Linked DNA regions of Ovis aries: region 2 is linked to region 1. A link is a contact called in public Hi-C data. All regions are on one chromosome and are shown on one strand. The core of a region is the stretch at or near the end of the contact, and the rest is flanking DNA. Distances in the headings are between cores, read along the strand shown.

Region 1 (4,324 bases), core at 717-3,216:
AATTTCACACAAGCTTATTGAGGCTTATGAGCCTCAACATAACTTACAATGACATTTTCCATAACATGTCTCTGATCTGGAAATTCCATTTTGGGGAACCCAGCATAAAAAAAAAAATCACATAGACACAGAAAAAATTCACTTCTCCCAGGGTGTTTGCTATAGCATTATGGTTGGAAACAATGTAAATGTCTCCCACTAAAGGAACAACTGAACAATAACACCACATCCTTTCAGCAAAGCAACAAAATGCAAAGGCAAAGGATGATTAACAAGGTCTGAAAAATCCCACTTCATCCAGAAAAAAGCATGTAACACTGCACAAACAGCCAGGAGAAATGATTTTTGGCACCTATGGCTACTGAGTACTTGAGTACACAGAGAGGAATCAGACTTACTTCATTTCGCGCGCTATGCTGTAGAACCAGCCTGCCAGCGCAGGAGAAGTAAGCTATGAGGGTTCAATCCCCAGGTCGGGAGGATTCCTTGGAGAAGGGAATGGCTACCCACTCCAGTATTCTTGCCTGGAGAATTCCATGGACAGAGGAGCCTGGTGGGCTACAATCCAAAGGGGTTGCAAAGAATCGGACAGGACTGAAGTGACTTAGCAAGCATGCTGTGCTCGGCCACCTCTGACTCTTTGCAACCCCAAGGGCTGTAGCCCTCCTCTGTCCATAGAATTCTCCAGGCAAGAATACTGGAGTGGGATACTTCTCCGGCGGGATATTCCGGCACAGGGATTGAAGCCGGGTCTCCTGCACTGCAGGTGGATTCTCTACCCTCTGAGCCACCAGGGAATGTAAACATCAACTGGAAGGCAGGGGAAATGACTGAACGGCAAATACAAGAAAACACTGGCATGTGCCTCGGGCCTGCGGAGAGGGGGCCGCTGGGAATCCGCACCAGCAGCCCCGCCCCAAAGCTCAACCGCCACTGCTGGACTCCGGCTGTCCTCCCTTTGCCCCAGTTGAAGGAGGGTCAAACGAGGCGCTTCCCAAGCCCGAGGAGCCGCAGACAGGAAGCAAACACTCTACCTTGATGGCCAGTCCGGAGAGGTCTGCGCTGTCCGGCACCGGGGGCAGGTCCAAGCGGACGTCCAGGTCGGCCGTGCGGCTGTGCACCAGGGCTCCGAAGAGCGAGACGCGGGTGTCCCTTTCAAACCTGTCCCCGCAGGGGTCGCCGTACGAAAAGAGCCCGACGGCGGGCAGTCCTGTGCCCGGTGCCGCCTCCATCACCTGCCGCGTCTTGCGGACCAGGTCTCGACACAGAGACTCCTCTCCGGAGATGAGCGACCGCACGTCCGCCTCCAACTCGCTCAAGTCAGCGCAGTCGTAGCCGCCGTAGGGAAGGGCTCTCCCGACCGGCCGGCTGTGCAGGAAGACGCCCCGCCGGCGCCGCCGCACTCGCGGGGGCCCGCTGCCCGCCAGCCGCACCAGCAGCTCCAGGACCGCGCCCAGCTCCGCCAGCGGCTGGCGCGGCGCGGCCTCCAGCCCCTCCACCAGCTCCTCCAGGCGGTCGGCCTCGGCGCCCAGGCCGCCCACCCGCAGGTCGAAGGACAGCATGAGGATCCTGTTCCTCACCGGCAGCCTCGGGAGGCCGGGCTGCAGCCCGCGACCCTCCTCCTGAAACAGGCCCGTGAACAGGGCGTCATAGGCCACCCTCTTGAGGCCCCGCTTGGCCTTCCTGCGGCTGCCGCGGCGCGGGCCCGAGGGAGCCTTGGCGGCCGGCAGGAGGACCTCACACAGGTCATCCACCAGCTGCGGGACGCTGGCCATGCCTCCGCCTCACGCCAGGGCCTCGCGCGCGGCCGGACTCGCCTTCTCGGGGCCCCGGAAAAGCGACGACCTGCAGAGGCGCCGCAGAGGATGGAGAGTGGGCCCGGCTCCCTCAGCCGGAGGAAGGCGCGCGCGGCCTGACCCGCCTTCTCAGGATCCCCTCAGCCGGAGGAAGGCGCGCGCGGCAGCGCCGCAAACGCGTCACCGCGGCGCGACTAGCCCGACAGCAGGCGAGAGCGCGCCGGAACTGCGTCACCCGGGGGGGGGGCCGGGCGGCCCGCGCGCAGGGGGCGGAGCCTGGAGGCCCCGTCCACCAGCACTTCCGGCCTGGGTCCTCATCCCCGCCGGTTGGGAAACTCAGCCAGAACCGACCGAGCCCACTCTACACGGCGCTCAATAAAGAGGCGGAGTCAGACTCTGGGTTAACCTACTTTTACTGACGGCTGGGAGGAGGGAGCCGGGGAGGGCTCGTCCGTATAGAGGCTGGCGCCGGAGCAGGGGTCCCGAGCCCCTGAGCCCGTGTCCTGGGCAGGCCCACAGCCTGGCCCTCAGGTCGAAGGCCTCGCGCAGAGACGTGCTCGCGCACGGCTAACAACAGGCTCCCGGGGGACTGGTGCGTAGTGTCTCTTCCAAGGTGTAGATACTCCCACCGTGGCCGACTTCAAGCTGCCAGGTCACAGCACTCAAGGAGGCGCTGAGAAGCGGGGCACAACTGCTTGACAGGGCCATGAGCTGGTTCAGGGCAGCACTCCGCTCCCCGGGACATGAGCCCCTCTCCCCGCAGAGCCCGAAGGCAGCTGTCGCCCAAGGCCCCACGCATTCAGCCTGAGCCTGGCCCCGCAGCCTCACCAGCCACCTGCAGCATCTTCCACCTTGGCTCCAGCCGCCCTCTCAGGTACATCAGGGCCTGCGTGTCCTCTGGGGCGGCCATGGAGAAGGGGCCCAGGCTGGGGGGTGCCTCCCCGTTCAACACCCTGGCCAGGACTGTCGCAAGCTGGGGTGTGGATTCCTGGGCCAGCAGCAGAGGTGGAAGCCGTGAGTCACTTGTTTCTCCCCACCTCCCATCCCACAGCAGGTCCACCCCACCCAGCTCACCTCATCCACAAGGGCGAAGACTCGGCCGCCTGCCGGGCCCCGAAGCAGTGCAGCCAGGAGTGCAGCCTGGGGGTCCCGCAGGCCATGGCCCGGCCCCAGCGCCACCAGCACCAGGTCAGGCTGGAAGCTGTAGGCCAGGGGCAGCACCAGGGCCAGGACACAGCTCAGGAACCCACCAGGTGTCTGTGGGAGTGACAGCGGCATAGCCCAGACCATCATCCAGGGAACTCTGGCCAGCTCGGGTCACCCCACCTCGCAGTCTTGGGTGGGCAGGCACCCACACCCACAGCCCCGCCAGGAAGGGCAGGTAAAGGCCCGGAGTCTGGCCCTCATGCCAGTGCTAGTGAGCAGCAGCTGCCCTGCCCTGTGAGCGCCCCACTCACCACCGGCAGTGGCACAGAGACGTGGAAGATGGATGGGGCAGTTGCCTCCTCACCCCCAATGTTCAGCCATAGATTCCTCCTTCCAGGGGAGAGCAAGCATATGGATATACGTGCTTGTGTGTGAGATGCCGCCCACCCTCCAGAGCCGAGAAAGATGAGGGACAGCTCAGGGGCAGAGATGCTAGGACTGCTGACCCTCCGTGCTGGAGACCCTTCTGGCACTGCTCCAAGGGGGCCCTTCTGGAATTCCAGCTGCAGAAGGCCCCGCCCACCTGTCACCCAGGAATCCAGGGTGATATGCTCACCCACCCACTTGTGAAACTGGAGGTACATATGACCCGAGAGTCATACCCATCATCGGTGAGATCTGGGGGCCGATCCAGCTTTCCCACGGCCACACAGAGCAGCCTGGAGGAAGAGTTGGCTCCTGGATGAGCTGCACACGCCGCACCTGGAGCCCATTCCCAGAGCCCTTCCCACGCAGCCAGCCCACAAGCCCTGCCTTGGAGCCTTGGACCAGCCAGGAGGGACTTACCTCTGGGCTCCGTGAGACAGGCCATACCGAACAGCCACGTCCAGGGTGGCAGCTGCAGCAGGGACTGGGGTGGCTGCCGTGCCACTGCTCACCTGTGGGGTGGGTAACAGGTGTAAAGGGCAACTCCCAAGCTGGGAGTCCCTTCTTTGCCCCTGGCTACGGAGTATCATCTGTGCAATCTGAGGTCAAATTGCTTCAACTGCTTCACTCCTTTTCTTAAAATAAGATGCTTTAAACTACAAGTCATCCCCTTCACCTCTCTGCCAAGAGAATTTCCTTGAGGGAACTGAGGGGTGCTCCTGAACTCTGTCCCTGGGGGCTGTTCTGGGAAGGATCCTGGGCACAAAGAAACACTCAAGTCGACATGGTTCTGTACCACCCAGCCCTGCCCTGACTCCCAGGTGCCCCCACCTGCCCATCCAGGATCCTGTCCAAGAGGTATAGGACCTTCCCGAGCGCAATGAGGGCCTCGTCCTGGGCCAGGGCCTCATGTGGCCTGTGGTGGACAAACCAGGGGAACACAAGGAGACACCGTG
Region 2 (4,324 bases), core at 790-3,289, 200 kb after region 1:
TCCACACAGGCACACCTTCACACCCCAGGCTAACGAGCTCCTCTGCCCACGAGGCCCTTCTGACTGCCCGGCAGCAGACACCCATCCCCAGTGGAGCCCTCTGGGCAGTGCAGAGCAAGGTCACGTCCTGCTTGTCTTTCTGATGGCTAAGGACCCCATCGACCTGGGAGTAGAAGGCAGCCAACCGCAGGCGGCGAACAGGAGCGAAGAAGAGAGGGGGCACCGCGATCTCGATGAGGAAGGTGGCCACCACGCTGAGCTTGTGCAGCCAGACGGGCAGGCGGTGGGCAAACCAGGCGGCCGGCGTGGGCAGGCACTGAGTCTCGTAGTGGTAGGTGAGGGCTGCAGGGGACAGGTGGGCGGTCAGGGCTGGGCAGAGCCCCCAACACTGCCGCACATCCAGGGAGGGACCCTCACCAGTGAGCCCCCACCATGCGGGGCAACGGCTAGTCAGCTTGACCACACCCGAGGCAAACATGAGGCGGAACAGCAACCAACGCACGAGCCAGAAGGCGAGGCCTTCATGGGGGGAGACGCCTCCTGGCCTGCCCTGGGGGGCCTGCTTGTGGTTGGGGGGCAGCCCCAGAGGGGCTACCAGCACGGCCAGGAAACCTGTCTCCAGCAGCAGGGAATCCCTGTGGGGAGAAAGAATAGCACAGAGGCCCTCCTCCCCATCAAGGCTGCTCCCCTAAGGGGATCCTCCTGGGAGAGACAAGCACATCCCAGCCCATCTCACCCACCCAGCCTTCTGTAGCCCCAGACCCAACATTCACTCACCACTGGAAATAAAGAAACACCTGGCCCACCTGCAGGGAGAAGGGTGGTCAGGAAGCTTGGGCTGGGGAGAGGGCGGGTGGGCCTGGAGGAAGCTGGAGGCAAGGGTCCCCAGTGGCACCGCCTCACTTGCCTGGCAGACAGACAGGTAGGCGGCCCAGAGCAGCAGGTACACGAGGGGGTGGCGCAGCGGGCGCGTCAGCAGGGCACCCAGGGCCAGCACGGTGCCCAGCAGGCTCAGCAGCTCCAGGCCCTGGGCAGTGTCCAGCCCCAGAAGCGGGGCCTCCCACAGCAGCGTGGGGGTCTCCCACAGCTGCTGCCAGCGGCCCTTTCCCTGGGGCCGCAGTGTCCTCCGGGCAGGCAGTATGCCCTCCGGGCCGTACAGGCCTGTGGGAGGACACATCAGGGCAGGCCCAGGAAACGGCCCGCGGAGACGAGACTCCCCCCACCAGCCAGGGCCTGCGGATCTGCCCTCCCCAAGCCAGGTCGGGACCCGCAGATTCTCCCTCACGACAAGTCAAGGCCTGCAGACCCTCCAGACCCTCCCGCCGAGGTCAGAACCCACAACCGTGCTGAAAAGGACCCCTGCACGCCTGCCTACGGCCCACATCCCCGCGACTCGCAGGACACAAACCGCAGCCCCCGACCCCATGCATCCGGGCCTGGACCTCACTGCCCCTACACATCGGTGTGTCGGGCGGGGAGATGAGGGGGTCACAGGACCCAGGTTGGGGGGGGGTCCCGCCTGCTGGCACCCGGCTCTCGGCGCCCTCACCCGGGATCTGCGTGTAAAGGGAAGCGAAGGCGAACATGAAGACGGCGGCCACGCCCTGGAGAAAGAGCTGCCGCGGGAGCCGAGAGCCCGCCATGTCCGCTACGCGGCGGGCTGGACACGATCCGCGGGTCCGCCCGGCCCCGCCCCTCCGCGCCGACCCCGCCCCCCGCGCCGGCCCCGCCCCTCCGCCCGGCCCCGCCCCCTGCGCCGGCCGCGCCCCTCCGCGCCGGCCCCACCCCTCCGCCCGGCCCCGCCCCCTGCGCCGGCCGCGCCCCTCCGCCCGGCCCCGCCCCTCCGCGCCAGCCCCGCCCCGCACCCCCGCCCCGGCCGCAGCTGCAAGCCCCACCCCGCCCACCGCCGCCGCGGGCCCCGGCCCCGCTCACGCCCCGCCTCCGGCGCGTCCTGCGCCCTTTCCGGCGTGAGGAGGCCGCTCTGCGTCAAGTTGTGCGCGCGTCGCTGCGCGCTACGTGTCTTCCTGGGCGGGAACAGCAAAATGGCGCCAGAAGTAGTGGCGGGCTGAGTGCACCGGCCCGTCGAGAAGCCGGCGCTGCGGTCCCCGGGCCGATCCGGCTCCTCCCGAACATGGAGGACGTGGAGGCGCGCTTCGCCCACCTCTTGCTGCCCATCCGCGACCTCACCAGGAACTGGGAGGTGGACGTGGCGGCCCAGCTGGGCGAATATCTTGAGGAGGTGAGGGCGGCCCCGGGGAGTGGCGCGGGGCGGGGGCCGCGGGGCTCTGCCGCCTCTCGGGCGTGTGCCGCCTCCGTCTGGCGCGCTGACTGCACTCATCCGCAGGCTCGTTCGCTTTTTCCTAGCTCCGTCTCTTGGCCCTCGAAATCACCCCTTACTTGATTAGCCTGGAGCTGTCATTAGAGATCGCTTTCTGTTAATGAGCCTTGAGGTCGATCTAGTGAGTGGCGACCAGCACTTTTCTGTAATAGAGTAGGAGAGAATTTGTGTGCATGTGTGGCTGTGCCAGAGGTCTGGGTTACGATGCAGGAGGGAGATCTTATGTTAGACTTCCAAGCCCGTGCTCCACCGTCAGCATTTAACCCCTCCCTCATATCTGACAGTATGTCCAGACCTCGTTAAAGAGCTGTCCGCTCCATTTCTGCGTTTCACTTGCACTGCTTAGCCCTCTTGGACTGCTCTTGCGTTGATCAATAACGACTTCCTTCCCACCACATCCAGGGGTCACCAGAAGAGCCGTCTTGTTCAGCTCAGCAGCATTTGATGAGTTGGTGGCATCCTCTCTTTGGAAACAGGTTTTGTCTCCTGTCTAGTCTCACTGTTGAACTCCTCAGGGCGTGGCCTGAGCCATCTTTTTACACATTTCCCCTAAACCACTTCACTTATTTCCATGGTTTTAAGTACCACTTGTATGAGGACAGTTGCTGGGTTTGTTTATTTACTCCCCCCTCCCTCGGTTTATAGTTCCATTCCAGGCCTTTTTCCTGATTCTGGTTTGCGTATCCAGCTTCTTAATCTTGACATTCTCGCTTAGACGTCACACCAGCACCTCAGGTTTAATAGAGTTAAAGGAGTTGTCGTCGTTGTTCACTCGCTTATTCATGTCTGACTCTTTGTGACCCCATGGACTGCAGCATGCCGGGCATCCGTGTCCTTCACCGTCTCCTGGAGCTTGCTCAAACTCGGGTCCAGTGAGTCGGTGCTGCCATCCAACCATCACATCCTCTGTCGTCCCCTTCTCCTCCTGGGGAGGGGTCTTTGTAATGAATCGGCTCTATGAATCAGGTGGCCAAAGTATTGGAGCTTCAGCTTCAGCATCAGTCCTTCCAATGAATATTCAGGACTGATTTCCTTTAGGATGGACTGGTTGGATCTCCTTGTAGTGCAAGGGACTCTGAAGAGTCTTCTCCAACACCACAGTTTAAAAACACCATTTCTTTGGAATTGATCATCAACTTAAAGGAGAGCCCCTTGTTTTCCTGGTCAGAGCTCAGCCTTTCTGGTCTTGGTACACAGCGCCAGTGTTCCTCAGAGTGAAAGCTCAGAGCTCGGGAAGCCTGGCGCTGCGCACGAGCTGTCCCGTGGCTTCTATCAGCTATGTCACCAGAACTTCAGTTAATCTCTCTTCCATTTTCTCAGATCCAGGCCACAGGCTGGCTCCCATTCATGTTAAAACCTTATTCTTGGACTCCCTACTCTTATTTTTGGCTCTATCCAATTCACGTTCCACCCAGCAGCAAGTGCGACACTTTAGAATCAGGCCGCAGCACTGCCCTGCCTAACACCCCTTTCGATTGCTCCCAGGATAGAAGCCAGGCTTCCTTCTCTGCATCTGGCTCTGCTCACTGTCTTAGCCTTGTCTTAGGCTCTCCTCCTGGAGAAGGAAATGGCACCCACTCCAGTGTTCTTGCCCGTAAAGTCCCGTGGACGGAGGAGCATGGTAGGCTACAGTCCACGGGGTCTCAAAAAGTCGGATACGACTGGGTGACTTCACTTAGGCTCTTCTCCACCTGTTCTTTGAACCAATCAGTCTGCAACACCGAGGCTCATTCCTGGCTGCACTTCACACACACACACACACACACACACACACATCTTCTCCACCTGTTCTTTGAACCAATCAGTCTGTTCACACACACACACACACACACACACACACACACACGTTTTCTGTACTCAATGGCGACATTTTTTTGCCCAGTTCTTTTTATGACTGATTCTCTCTCGTCCTGCACGTCTCAGTTTAAATATCAGCTGACTGCCATGTCTAAAACAGTTCTCTGCTGTAGCACCTTCTGTATTTCA

Evidence for each region. A called contact is a pair of places that touch in the nucleus more often than the background predicts.
Region 2: a Hi-C map of liver shows a contact between it and region 1, with 4 times the contacts expected there. The contact joins the promoter of NCAPH2 here to the promoter of TUBGCP6 in region 1. A contact is called at or near these places in 2 of 16 Hi-C or Micro-C datasets (liver and mixed tissues).

The regions. Positions count from the first base shown.
Region 1 is chr3:225,532,266-225,536,589 of ARS-UI_Ramb_v3.0, forward strand. TUBGCP6 (tubulin gamma complex component 6) reads right to left here and starts at 1,967. Exons shown (of 25, transcript XM_042247933.2): 1 at 1,035-1,967. The coding sequence starts at 1,775. It overlaps HDAC10 (histone deacetylase 10), which reads right to left. Exons shown (of 19, transcript XM_060414318.1): 13 at 4,200-4,284; 14 at 3,789-3,880; 15 at 3,605-3,661; 16 at 3,254-3,332; 17 at 2,871-3,053; 18 at 2,625-2,784; 19 at 2,192-2,469. The coding sequence ends at 2,459.
Region 2 is chr3:225,734,890-225,739,213 of ARS-UI_Ramb_v3.0, forward strand. NCAPH2 (non-SMC condensin II complex subunit H2) reads left to right here and starts at 2,040. Exons shown (of 19, transcript XM_042247964.1): 1 at 2,040-2,239. The coding sequence starts at 2,132. LMF2 (lipase maturation factor 2) reads right to left here and starts at 1,673. Exons shown (of 14, transcript XM_027968279.2): 1 at 1,550-1,673; 2 at 908-1,161; 3 at 778-806; 4 at 418-635; 5 at 164-342. The coding sequence starts at 1,643.